Regions from separate parts of the Mus musculus genome. Here region 1 is linked to region 2. The links are chromatin contacts, called in public promoter capture Hi-C maps. All regions are on one chromosome and are shown on one strand. The core of a region is the stretch at or near the end of the contact, and the rest is flanking DNA. Distances in the headings are between cores, read along the strand shown.

Region 1 (6,384 bases), core at 1,157-3,656, 2.9 Mb before region 2:
ACGTAGAAGAGAGCAGAGTCAACTTGGGACAGGAGGGACAGTCCTTTGCTGGGCACCTACTTCCGCAGCTTGGTGACAGTAGCCTTGCTTTCATGGAGCTCATGATAGAGGAAGAAGGACAGCAATGGGTGGGCAGACATAGGTGGTACTGAGTCAAGACATGTCCTTGGCAGTGGTATTTATGACTGTCCAACACACTCCTGCCAGCCTCTTCTGGTGGCCGGAGCATGCTTCTCTTGTTCTCTCTCTCTGGAAGGATGTGCCACCACCTACAAGAATAATTTTAGGGCTATCCTTCCGTGATTTCCTTTCCCTAACTCACTGGCATTCTGCTTTGCTGCCCATGACCTCTGGTTCCCTCACCCTGAACACCAGGAAGCATTTTCGGTCCGTGTACCCTTTAGCTGAAAGTCAAGATCCGCCTGTGTAGAGATAATGGGCCCTACTGTTTGCTTCACCATTTGCTACTCTACCTTAAACCTTTAACATTTGAGTTATAGTCTGTGATGGTAATGATAGAAATATTTACCAGTGTGGCTTAGCTAGGGGAGTTGTGCAAAGAGTCCGATGAGGTAGATGCCCAAATATTAGAGGGCCTTATGGCGTGGGCTTCAAAGACGACTCGGCAGTTCAGAGCACTTGGTGCCCTTGCTGAAGGAAGACCCAGGTTTGGTTCCCAGTGCCCATGGGATGGTTCACAACTACCCATAAGTTTAGCTCCAGAGCATCAGACACCCTCAAGGGCACCAGGCATGCGTGTAGTACACATGCACACATGCAGGCAAATACTCAGACACATAAAAAATATTTTCTTAAGTGTCCATGGCAGGAGACTAAGGTAGCCATTACTCTGCCTCAGCTGATCGGTAGTCCTGGTCAGGGAACTGCATGCAGGTGGAGCATGACTACTCCACATTCTGTAACTACCTGTCTGTCTGGCAGCAGTGAACGAATGCTTAGGGACTTTTGCTTCCTCTTTAGCTGTCAGAGTATTGAAAGAATGGACTCCAAGAAATGGACCCCAGGAACTTTCCGCTGGGTGAGGAATTGGTGAAGGCCCAGGGGCATACAGAAAAGGCACATATCTCCTGGTGAAAGACTTTACAGTTTGTCAGTAACCTTGCAGGAGCAACTAGGAGCCAAGGCAGTAATGGGCAGGGGAATCACATCTTGCCTGGACCACTTAGTCAAATATCTTACTCTCTATTTAAGCTTTGCCCTTACTTGAGATGGACTAGGATCTTTGTGCCGAGACCCCTCTTGGGGTTAGAAGCACCCTTTCACACAAGGGTTGCCCAAGACCATCAGAAAACAGATATTTACATTACATTCATAACAGTAGCAAAATTACAATTATGAAGTAGCAATGAAAATAATATTATGGTTGGGAGTCACCACAGTTTGAGGAACTGTGTCAAAGGGTTGCCACAGTAGGAAGGCTGAGACCCACAGGACTAGGGCATGGAAAGGAATCACTAGATCTCCATGACCCTCTTTCCAGTGTGGCCATATTGAATACATTTCACTATTAATTTGGTTATTTTAATTGTCTATTGAGGGTAATTGTCTAAACCTGGCTCGTTGGAGCCCCAGGCTCTGACGCTGAGTCCTGCATCAACTCCACACGAGTTGGTAAAGGTACATTGACTTTCTTCTTTGAGACTTTCCACCTGTAACTAACTGTTGACCCTGATAGCTTATGTAGTATTTTTTGCAGGCTTGCTCCATGAAGAAAAAGAGTTTCCACTGTAAAGTGTTTAACTGGCTGTGTCTCAAGTGGCGGCGGCCACCCCTACCGGTGAGGAGTGAGGCTATAGTTGGAGCTGTCCATTCAGAGGGAGAAGGGGCCATCTCAGGAGCCAGTGCAGCTGCCAGGGCCCAGGCCCTGTGGGCACCGATGGGGACAAAGCTTCTCTGAACTTCCTCTCAATGGATGCCTGTTTCTAGGAATGGGGGCAGGGTGACGCTGCCCCATCCTCCCCCTGCAGGACGTCCAAGACTGGACACCAGAGCAGAGGAGGTCCCACACAAGGGAAGGTGCGGCCCTGCCCCTCCAGAGTTGGCCCATGAGCTGTTCATTAGGAGGTGGCACCAGGATCAGTGTTTCTGGGGTCTGGGATAATGATTGGTCTCAGGAGAGAGGCGGGCACAGGGTACTGCCAGGCCTCCCTGACCGCAGTGACCAGCTGTTGGCTGTGCCCTTAAGGGCTCAGACTAAAGGAGTCACCACACTGTTGTGGACAGAGAGAGCAGGGCTGTGTCTTGGGGTGAGGGGTACCAGGCCGGTGCTGAGGCTGGGTGGGCGTCGCTGGTGGGCAGACCCCTGGGCGGGGCCCTGGCAGGGTTACTGCAGGCGGGGCGTTAGTCCCGCCCCAAGAAGGCGGGAGAGGAGCCAGAGCCTGGCCGCGGGCTGGGCGGTGCTGCAGCTCCCGCCGGCCGGCTTCGTCCAGCTTTGTCCTGCGGCCCCTTTTCCAGGCCGTCCTGGCCGCGCCCAGCCCCCTCTCGCCATGCCGCCCGCGGGGCCCCGCGGGACCGCGCCGCTCGCAGCCGTCGTCCTGCTGGTGCTTGGGGCTCCTCTGGGTAAGGGATGGAGAGCGACACGAGATGGGTGGGGTGGGGCGAGATCAGGGAGAGGTGAAAGGGACCAGCCATGTCCTCAGAGGCTATCTTCCGGGTGTCCATGCCCCCCAGATGCTTGCGGTTGTTCCCGGAGCAGGAAAGAAAGGGCGCTGAGAGGTCAGGCAGCGGGAACCTGACCCCCAGGCGCGGGGTTCAGCTTCAGGGAGAAAGGGGCTTCTAGGACTTCTAGCTTAGGGTAGAAACAAAAGTGAGCTTTCAGCTTGTCAAGGCAGTGAGATTGAGGGTGGCTAGAACTGAATTGGACTGGTGTCCACTGGGCACCTCCACCCCTGCCCGCAGCGCTGGCGAGTGAGGACTGCTTGTGGTATCTGGACCGGAATGGCTCCTGGCATCCGGGATTTGACTGCGAGTTCTTCACCTTCTGCTGCGGGACCTGCTACCAGCGGTACTGCTGCAGGGACCTGACCTTACTCATCACCGAGAGACAGCAGAAACACTGCCTGGCCTTCAGGTGGGCTGCGGACTCCCACTCCACCCCCTCTCCGGAGGCCTCCTGCTGGCTCCAGTGCCCACCTCCACATTCTTAACTGCAGGAGTCACCAGGACTCCAAATGGTGACAGAGCTGGGTGGTTGGTGTTAGTTACCATGGGCTTGCCTGGGCTGTTTCCAGGGGCTTTCTGGATCCTGACAGGTCCTGGGAGGGAGTGTGCTGAGTTAACACTAACATTCAAACAGCAGAGTGCCTTGGTAGACGCTCTGGTGAGAGGGCAGGAAGACTTGGGTTTTGTTTCCAGGCTGGTGCACTGTGATCCAGCTAAGGCGCTTGCCCTCTATAGAGTACCGCTACCTTTTAAAATAATATGGAAGTTGCTAGCCCGGCCTGGTGGCTCGCACCTGTAATCCCAGCACTCAGAAGGCTGAGGCGGGAAGATCATCACTAAAGAGTTCCAGACCAGCCTGGGCTACAAAGTGAGACTATCTCAAAAACGATAACACCACCAAATAAATAAATAAATAAATAAATAAACAAACAAATAAGAAAAGAAAAGAAAAGAAAAGAAAAGAAAAGAAAAGAAAAGAAAAGAAAAGAAAAGAAACAGTTGCCAAAATTAAAAGTTTTGCTAATCCTTCCCCCATCCAGCCCAGGGCTAAGGGTAGGCCCTCAAACAGGCCAACATGCTACTTTAAGCTACACTCCCAGCCCCCAAATTAGTGGTTTCAAACTTTTTAAAGGGAGCTGCAAACACATAAAACTGATATAAGGGGATTGCAAGCTCTTGTAAGATTTGATGATAATGGCCCTTCATTATTTCAAAGGCTCCATTGAGGCCAACATACTTTAAACCTAACCAATATAAAAGCAGTGGTAGGTGGGCACACTACAAATCCCAGCATGCCTCATGCCAGCTACCCAGACAGCATGGCCTCCTGGGAAGTAGAGGTCTCTTAGAGCTACTTAACAAGGTGGGCAGAATTAATCCCACAGGGAACCCCAAGACATAGCATGCTGTGGCTCCCTGCTGGCCAAGAGTTGGAGTCAGCTCCGTGAGGAGTTCCTCTTATGAATGTTGGAAGGTGAGAGGACCTGTTTTTTGTCTAAAGTCCCAAGACCATAGCAGGCATCGCCTCTGCTGTAATCCTCTTTGTTGCTGTGGTTGCCACCACCATCTGCTGCTTCCTCTGTTCCTGTTGTTACCTATACCGAAGGCGCCAGCAGCTCCAGAGCACGTTTGAAGGTACGCACAGAGTCAGGCAAGATGAGTCTGAAACGGGCTGGATTGACTGCTGTGATGGGCACCAAAGGGACGAAGGACTGGTGAATTCTGTAGTAGTGAGGGTTTCTGTGTGCCTGAGCATCGCCAGTGGGAAATGTGTGCAAGTGAACCCTTGAGCGTTAGACTGCATCCAGGAATGTATGGGAGCGAGTCAGTGTGCCCTTGTATGTGCATGCACATGAACTTTCAGTCGTGCGCAGGAATGCATCCGTCGGTGGTAAGTGTGCAGTAGGTATAAGCACGTCTGGGGCTGAAGTGGGGTCTGTAGTAGTGAACACTAACTGGGCCGTGTTCAAGTACTTCGGATGTATGTTTGAGTGTTGCATGTAACTGCCCAGGCCTGATAAACATGGGGATGATGACACCATACAGGAGATCAGCATGAGGGGAGGACCACCTTAGAGGCAGCTATGTTGGATTACAAGATACCAGCATCTGGAGCTGCCCATCTTCTACCCAAGTGGGACTCTCCCAGGCTAGCCTGCCTCCTGAAGGCTCTCTAACCTGCTTGCAGGGGTGGGGTAGGAGTGGGGGAGAAACAAACTTGCTCAACACAGACTGACCTGCTTAGCTTCATACATAGCTCCCTGCTCAACTCTGGGCAAGCAGACTTTGGGAGGCAAAGGCTACAAGTGGCCACCCAGCAGCCTGCCAGGCAGTTGCCAGAGTGCTTACCTTGGTCTCCTGGATGGGAGGAGGTTTCTATGGGAGCTGGGTATTTAAATGCGGATCCTTGTCCCTCTTCTAGGCCAGGAGATTCCTATGACAGGCATCCCAATGCAGCCAGTATACCAGTACCCCCCGGATCCCAAAGCTGGCCCTGCACCTCCACAGCCTGGTTTCATGTACCCACCTAGCGGCCCTGCTCCTCAGTATCCCCTCTACCCAGCTGGGCCCCCAATCTACAACCCTGCAGGTAAATGCACGACCTGGAATCCTTGTCCCTTCTTGTCCCCACTCCTTTCGCTGGTGGATTACCTTTCCCAGGGTCCCTCCATGTCTCCTTGGAAACTTCTAGGCATTTCTTCCCATGGAACCTGCGCATCATGAAGGGGGGAGAGTACTTCCTGTCTTCCTGTGTCCCACTGACCCTTATCCTGTCTCCTTGGTTTTCAGCTCCTCCGCCTTATATGCCACCACAGCCCTCTTATCCAGGAGCCTGAAGAGACAGCTGTGGCTCTGCTGTCCCTTCCGTGATGTCGTTTTTTGGGTTTTTTTTTTTTTTGGGAGAGTCCCCGTCCTGTACCTGCATCTAGCCCTGAGGGTGGGCAAGGGTCTCCTAGTCATCAGGCCAGCCCCCAGTCAAACCAAGCCTTGGGCCCTGCTGAGGACAGAGCCCCAGAGAAGTGGAACGTGAGCTGAGCTGGAACCAGGCCGTGGATGAGGGGTGGGTAGGGAGGACTTGGGATTCATGAGCTATTTTTACTGGGAGACTGGGAGTAAGATGAGAGCCTAGGCCACAGTCTCTGTTTTCAAGTCGTCCCTCTGTGCCCAGGACCCCAATCAGAAAGGTGGGACCCCTCCTATATGCCCAGTTTGGGCTGAGGTGGAGACAAGTGAGGGGGCTCTATCAACAGCTGGCCACAGCCCTTCCCTCTGGCTGCCCAATTGGCTGGAGCTCAGGCCTCCTGGATTAAAGCTGTAATGCTGTAACTCATCAGTGGAATCACTGGCCCCTTCTCTTAACCCTGCCTCCTGTTGAACCCGGACTGCTGCCTGCTCCACATTCCACAGCAGGGGAGGGCAGCACCGGTGGGAGGAGAGTGCCACCATCAGCCCCATCCTGGGCAGAACCCCTGAGCATCTCTGGACTGTTTTCCAACGCTGTTGAGCAGATTTGTGGCAGCTAGAGAGAGGGTGCTCACGTGCTTTTCAGGACCAGGCCTCTGAGACGTCCAAGGCATTACCAGCTATATAAAGACACCTCTCCATCCAAGAACACTTACCTTCCAATCTGGGTCTCTTCACTGTCTGACCTTGAGCTTGCCTCTGAGTGTCTTCATGTATAGAATGGGGATAATAGCTGTC
Region 2 (6,204 bases), core at 1,047-3,546:
GGAGGTGAGCGGGGCACACACACTGGGAAGTGTGGCACAAAAACAAGCTTGCAAGACAGAACTCTCTCTAGGGACAGAACCTAAGCCTGCAGTGGATCTCCTGAGCATCTAGGATCAGGGAAACCTGAATACAATGGTGGATGCTGCCCTGAACTACTGAGGTTACATCTTCCCAGCCTCCTAGCCAACTCTGGCTGAGAGCCCTCTTTTGACACTTCACCATCAGAGGCACACATACAATCTAGCTTAGCTTCCTAGGTAGCCAGCCTCCTGGGAGGAAGACTTGCATCATAAGCGGGTGCGGCCCCCACTGCCATCAGTCCCTCCCAGGGCCTTGAAGACAGCAACGCTCACCAACACGCCGCCAACCACTCCAGCCACAATTCCTATGCCCAAGGCCGATGTCACTTTCCTTTGCCACACAGGGAGGTGAGGCTTAGACCCATTGTCCAGATTAACTTCCCAGCCCTTATCTATCAACTTCTGATCCTCAGTAAGGGACTGTTGGAAATTTAGGTTTACCAACTTTGGAGGAAGGACCCTCAGTCCAAAATAGAGCCTCTTGACAAATTTCAAGTTTTTTAGCAGCTGCACGTCACATCGATACGTCCCAGCGTTATACTCATAGGCTGGTTTAAATCCTATAAAGGGGGAATTGGCTCGGAAGGGTCTGAAAAGCTCGTCGTTAGTAGAGATGATGCCCCGGGCAAGCCTCCAGGTGAAGCGGAAGGCTTCCTGCCCTTTCTCCAGGATGTCTGAGCTGAGACAGTTCAGCTCAAACGTCTTCCCATGGACGATGGTGAAATGGAGCATCCCACAGATCCAGTTGGTCACACACTCCAAACGCTGGAACGTGCAGTTTCTCCTCACTCCGTCGGGACCCACCTCGCACTCCGTCTCTTCCTTGTAGCCAAGGCCACATGTAACACTGCATCCTGTGGCATTGACAATGACTCTCCCCACGGCTTTTTGTAGCTCCTCAGGGATGTCCAGTGTCATCAACACCAAAGGCAGGTAGGTTATTGATAACAGACTCCTAAGGATAAAAACGATGGCCCCAGTCTTCATGACTCAGTATTTTACTAGCAGGCATTCCAGATGAATGTTCTATTGTACCACAACAGAGCCTCCAGCTTGGAATAGCCCTGAGCATTGAGAGATTATAATGTACAGTTGTCAGCAAAACAGACACATGCACAGATGTGCACAGAAGCGGGGTCCATAGTCTTAGGTAAGGCCACAGGCAGGAAGACTTTTTACAGTATTGTCGCTTGACTCTCTAAGCTTGCTTGCTTAAGCCTGCCAGGGGCGTCTTCCAGGGCACAATTCTGGTCGCTTCCTAATGAACTTAAACCCACAGGCTTTAGAAGGAAAAAAGGAAAAGACCTGAGAAGCTGAAGTGAATTTCCATGTTACCCAGGTGTATAAGCTAACTCTTTCCCTCCCTCCCAAACTGTGGGAGAGTTTCAAAGTCCCGTACTAAATCTGATCAGATACAAAACCAGTCTTACAAAAGGGGTGAGGCAAGGTTGGGCTAGGATGTTAATTCGAATATCTTGAATAATTTACTGTGAATATTCCTAAACCACCTCTATTAGAAAGATAACTTTGGCTGGGCCTGGTGGCGCATACCTTTGATCCCAGAACTCAGGAGACAGAGGCAGGTGGATCTCTGTGAATTCAAGGCCAGCCTGGTCCACAGATCGAGTTCCAGGATAACCAGCGCTGTTACACCAAGAAACCGTCTTGAAAAAAACAGACAACTCTGGGCTGGAGCCACGTGACTCCCCCCTTGTCCATTTCAGGTAGGTCCCTTTGAACACTGCACCTGAAAGCCCCATTCCCAGGTTTAACTACCTTCACTGTATAGACTTTCAAAGAAATGGAAAGCAAGGTATGGTGACAGCAGCCTCAAAGAGGCAGGACTGCTGGCAAATTCAAGGCTAGCCTGGGCTAAACGGGCTAACTCTAAGACCTGTCTCCTGAAAAGAAAAAGCTTTAGTGGAGTGTGGCAGCACGCGTTCTGCACCTGCATGAAGCTCGGTTTTGATCCCCATCACCACATAAACTGGGAGTTTGCACAGCCCTTCTCCCAGCACTCACGAAGATCACAAGTTCCAGGTCAGCTTCAGCTATACACCCATGTGAGACCAGCCCAGGTTAGAGACTTAGTCCAACACACCCTTCCAAAGGAGCAAGTGAGTACGCTATGGCAGAGGCAGCTCGTCCTGTTCTAAGTGAATCAGGACCTGCCTAGTGTGAGGCGGACTGGTGCTGCCTGACTCTGGTCTGCTCTATTTACCCCCGCAGCACAGAAGAGCTCATTGTTCGCATCAATGAAGGTTGCTATGAAGCAGCTATGATGCTAAAGATGGGTTCTTAGCGACAGAACAGAGTAGCAAGCAGACAGATTTGGTAATCTTTGAAACCATACTACTTGAGTCTCTGAGATATCTTATTCTTTATGAGATAACAACTATTCTGTATTGATGTTAAAATTACTTCATCAGAGAACAGGATTAACAAGGAAGAATATTAACTACATTTAGACTAACAAAGATCCTTGGAAGGCTAGAACCTCTAGGTGCACTACTATAACCTCCCTGAATGCCTAGCACTGTGGCCTCTTCAAAGCTTATAATAAGAAAACCCTATGTGACTGTTTTCATTAACATCAGCTTTTGGCTCAAATCATTTATTTCTAGTTTGGACAACGGAAGGACTCCAAACTGCCTGACCTTTCCAGATCCAAATGACCACAGAGAAAGATCTAAAATCCACACGTATTTTCTACTGTACAAACACAAAGATGGCTGCTGAGTTCCAGAAGCAGGCAGTGTTTACAAACAAGCATGTATACTTGTGGTTTAATAAACATCCAATTTTATTTACAAAGCATTAAAGCTTTAGCAAGAAGTACCCAAGGCTAAGTCTCATCTTGTACAAAACTACAGAACATTTTAAGAAACAAAACGGAGAGGCAGGGAGGACGACAGCAAGGAAAAAGAATATACATATATTACACAAATCAAAAACCTAAGCTGAGAGTGGACGGAAGGTTCTAGAAGCCGACAAAAAGATTCCCAAAGCATAAATAATTATTAGGAGCTGCTGCCAGAGACAATCTGGCAGGGTTTGAGCTGATTTACTCAGTAGCTCATTAATGGAAATGGGACACAGCATTAGCATCCAGATGGAGGGAAATCAAGCCACTTCACACAGGGAAGGCAGAAACCCCTGCATCAGCTTGCACACCACTGCAGTGTGCTGTACAGAGACATGACATGGAGGTAATGTCTACAAATAAAAACATCCCGTGAGCCACTTACCAATCACAACCATTGGTCTCACTCACACTTGGAAGCAGCACAGGAGCAACAGAACTAGAAACTTCCAGCGTGTCCCTGTCACATCTACCACAGTACAATGTAATCAACGGGTTTGGCTGTCTGAAGGAGCCTCCACCAACTGATAAGAGATTTCACAATTAGCATAGTATTTAAACCTCCTTTCAGTGCTGACAGAGTATGGCCCAGGGCAAGCCAAAGCTATTGCCAGAGGCGTCACTAACCCTTCGCACACTTGGCTTCCTGACTTTGGATTTTCAGAAAATTTCAAACACTTATTGTACAAATCCATTCAATTTGCTATTTTTATTAAAAGAACAGCAAATGCAGAGAGAGCCAAGGTGAGAAAGAGAAGGGTAAAAGCTAAGCAACCTTTCACAGAAAGGAAGTGAGTGAAGACAGTAATGGGGCGTAGCTCCAGGAAAGGACAAACTATGGCTGCCGGGGACAGGTTCTCCACAGGCAAGGATTTAAGGAACGAACCTCATCTTTGATTTGAAGTGGGCTGCTGTTGCTTTGATTTGGGGGTGGAGGTCTCTCATGTCAGTCCTTGCATAGTGCCCCACACCCATAAAAAAGAACCTCGTGGAGAAACACACCTTGCTTTGTTTCTAACTCTGGAAGTCAACACAGGTAAAGCGATACACAAACTACTGATGATTCTTAGCTGGAGATGGATAAAACTAATCATATCCAAAAGCCATGATTATTCAAACGGATCTAATACTGGAAAACATGCAATGCAAGGGAACCCCTGATTCTCTAGAGCCCAGCCTCCTGAGCAAAGGGCATGGTAAGATAGCGTGATAGGGGCCTTCGTTCCTCCTTCCTTTCCTGCCAGTCTGAAATCTTTCGAGCACTTGCTTCTCTGCCCAACCTTTATACACAATATGGAGCTACAGGAAGCACTGGGAGGGGAAAGTTATGAATGAAAGAAACAGAAGATGCATCAGTCTTCCTAGGTGCTGGTAGCAAATTTTCAGAAAAGAACAAGTCACTCGAGGACATGCATGGAGGACGGAAGGCAAGCAGGACATGGGAAATGACACGTCCAAAGATGGGACTCCAACAGTTAGGTGAACAAAACACGGGCACTCTTCACCAGCAACACAACCTGGTGTGAAGTTGAAGTGGGTCAAGCCTCCTGCCGTCTTCGCGCATCCGCGTTCCTGAGAGCCTGTTTGGACTTCTGCTTGAAAGGAAGGCAGGGCCGTGTGCTCTTCTTCCATAATTCACTTCCTCATTCAAACACAAAATCCACTCCTTCACCTCCTGGGTGGGAGGCAGAGGCCTTTGTTTTCAACTAAAGCCAATCTCAGATGATTGGCCACGCTGTCCAAAGGCTACCTGATGACAGAGTGAGAAGAACCAAGGGTTCCACGGTCTTCACAGCAGTTCTGAGATGGCTCCTCCTGCTAAAGAGATTAGACACCAAAAGATTTCCTTTAGTATTTCAGGCAGGCACACATAGGCTAAGGATGTCTGCCTTTGAAGAAAAACACACAACCCAACTCCCAGTCACTCTTCGCTGAAGCAACCGCCCATCCGTACTCCAAATCCCTACTCAGTATCGTTTCGGCATTGTCCCAGTGTGTTCCAAGGGAGTGTCAATGGATGAGCTTCTACACAATTGCTAAGCTGATAACCAGGCTCTCTGGTGATCACAACAAAGTAAGGGTACTGGCCCTTTCAGTCTTCCATGTTAGACTAATCAGTCACTATGATTAACAGGGAACAAGACACCCCCTGTTCAAGCCCCACTGTTCCTTAAGTGACATACTCTTTCTTATTAGCTTGGCGCCCCAGATAAGGTGTGATGCTGACGAGGGCTACTACTGTGTGTGTTTAGTGAATAAAATCCTGAGTAGAAAGAACAAACAGCCACTTCCCTGGTGACTCCATAGAATCTGTTCAACTTCTGAGGGGCATCTGTAAATGGGCTGCTGTGAAATATGAACTAGGAAGTATAAACAGAGAACAAGGTGAAGAAAAGCCTCCTGGCTATAACCTAAATGAGGGTAACACAATGCCTGGAGGGGGAGAATGGGGACAGTTAGCTGCTTAAGTAATAAAAGAAAGGCGCTCATTTATAAAGTTATGTGAATGTTACTCCCCCCAATGTTACTTTTAAAATGAAGTTCTAATCTATAAATGAAAACTGATAATGAAAACAGTCACATTTGCTGAGGATAGACTGAAATTAAGACAAGATACAAGCTTTCTACTAAATGCTATATTTTTAAAAGTTAAACTTCATAATTTCAAAAGATACCTTGGTATTTGGTACTTGTTTTTCAAATCTCCTTCAATATAAAACACAAGGAAATCTCCTGAGTTGATTTAAATCTTAAGATAACAGAATACAGTCTAGATGACTCAGTTCATTTACCTCTTTCACTGACTGCTCCCGTAGGTACCCTGACCAACTGAGTTTTCAGGTTACAAATTAACACAGAAATGCCAATCTAACCATTGATTATGATGGAAAAAAGTGGTTTGATTACAAGTTGACACCTTTAATAATTGGCACTCCAGATAAGTAATGAGCACCTTATACTGTCCAAAATAGTTCACGTTTCTATATCATTCCCACTCTTAAGAAAGACATCGTGCATATTTATACAGAGGCATTAGGCGGCAAACTAAAGTCAGAGCAAGCAATACAATTAGCAAGGAAATACATAAGAAAACAGCTCTACAAAGGCCTGCAGCATCTGGCTCATAGAAACAATTTTTAGTTGCACCATACAGGAAATCTCCAGCAGTATAATATTAAGAAAAATTCAGCCTGATATTCACAACTATTTTTGATCTATTTCAATAGAGCCTAATTCAGGATGGCCAAAGAGAACATTTG

What was found. Promoter capture Hi-C pulls out the DNA fragments that hold promoters and counts their contacts.
Region 1: a promoter capture Hi-C map of liver shows a contact between it and region 2, with 4 times the contacts expected there. The contact joins the promoter of Shisa4 here to the promoter of Tmem81 in region 2. A contact is called at or near these places in 2 of 39 promoter capture datasets (hippocampal neurons and liver).

The regions. Positions count from the first base shown.
Region 1 is chr1:135,371,085-135,377,468 of GRCm38.p6, reverse strand. It overlaps Shisa4 (shisa family member 4), which reads left to right and starts at 2,406. Exons shown (of 5, transcript NM_175259.4): 1 at 2,406-2,580; 2 at 2,920-3,091; 3 at 4,184-4,317; 4 at 5,105-5,272; 5 at 5,473-6,013. The coding sequence starts at 2,508. The coding sequence ends at 5,519.
Region 2 is chr1:132,502,322-132,508,525 of GRCm38.p6, reverse strand. It overlaps Tmem81 (transmembrane protein 81), which reads right to left and starts at 2,296. Exons shown (of 2, transcript NM_029025.3): 1 at 2,030-2,296; 2 at 1-1,361. The coding sequence starts at 1,068. The coding sequence ends at 289. Rbbp5 (retinoblastoma binding protein 5, histone lysine methyltransferase complex subunit) reads right to left here. Exons shown (of 14, transcript NM_172517.2): 14 at 2,861-4,762. The coding sequence ends at 4,734.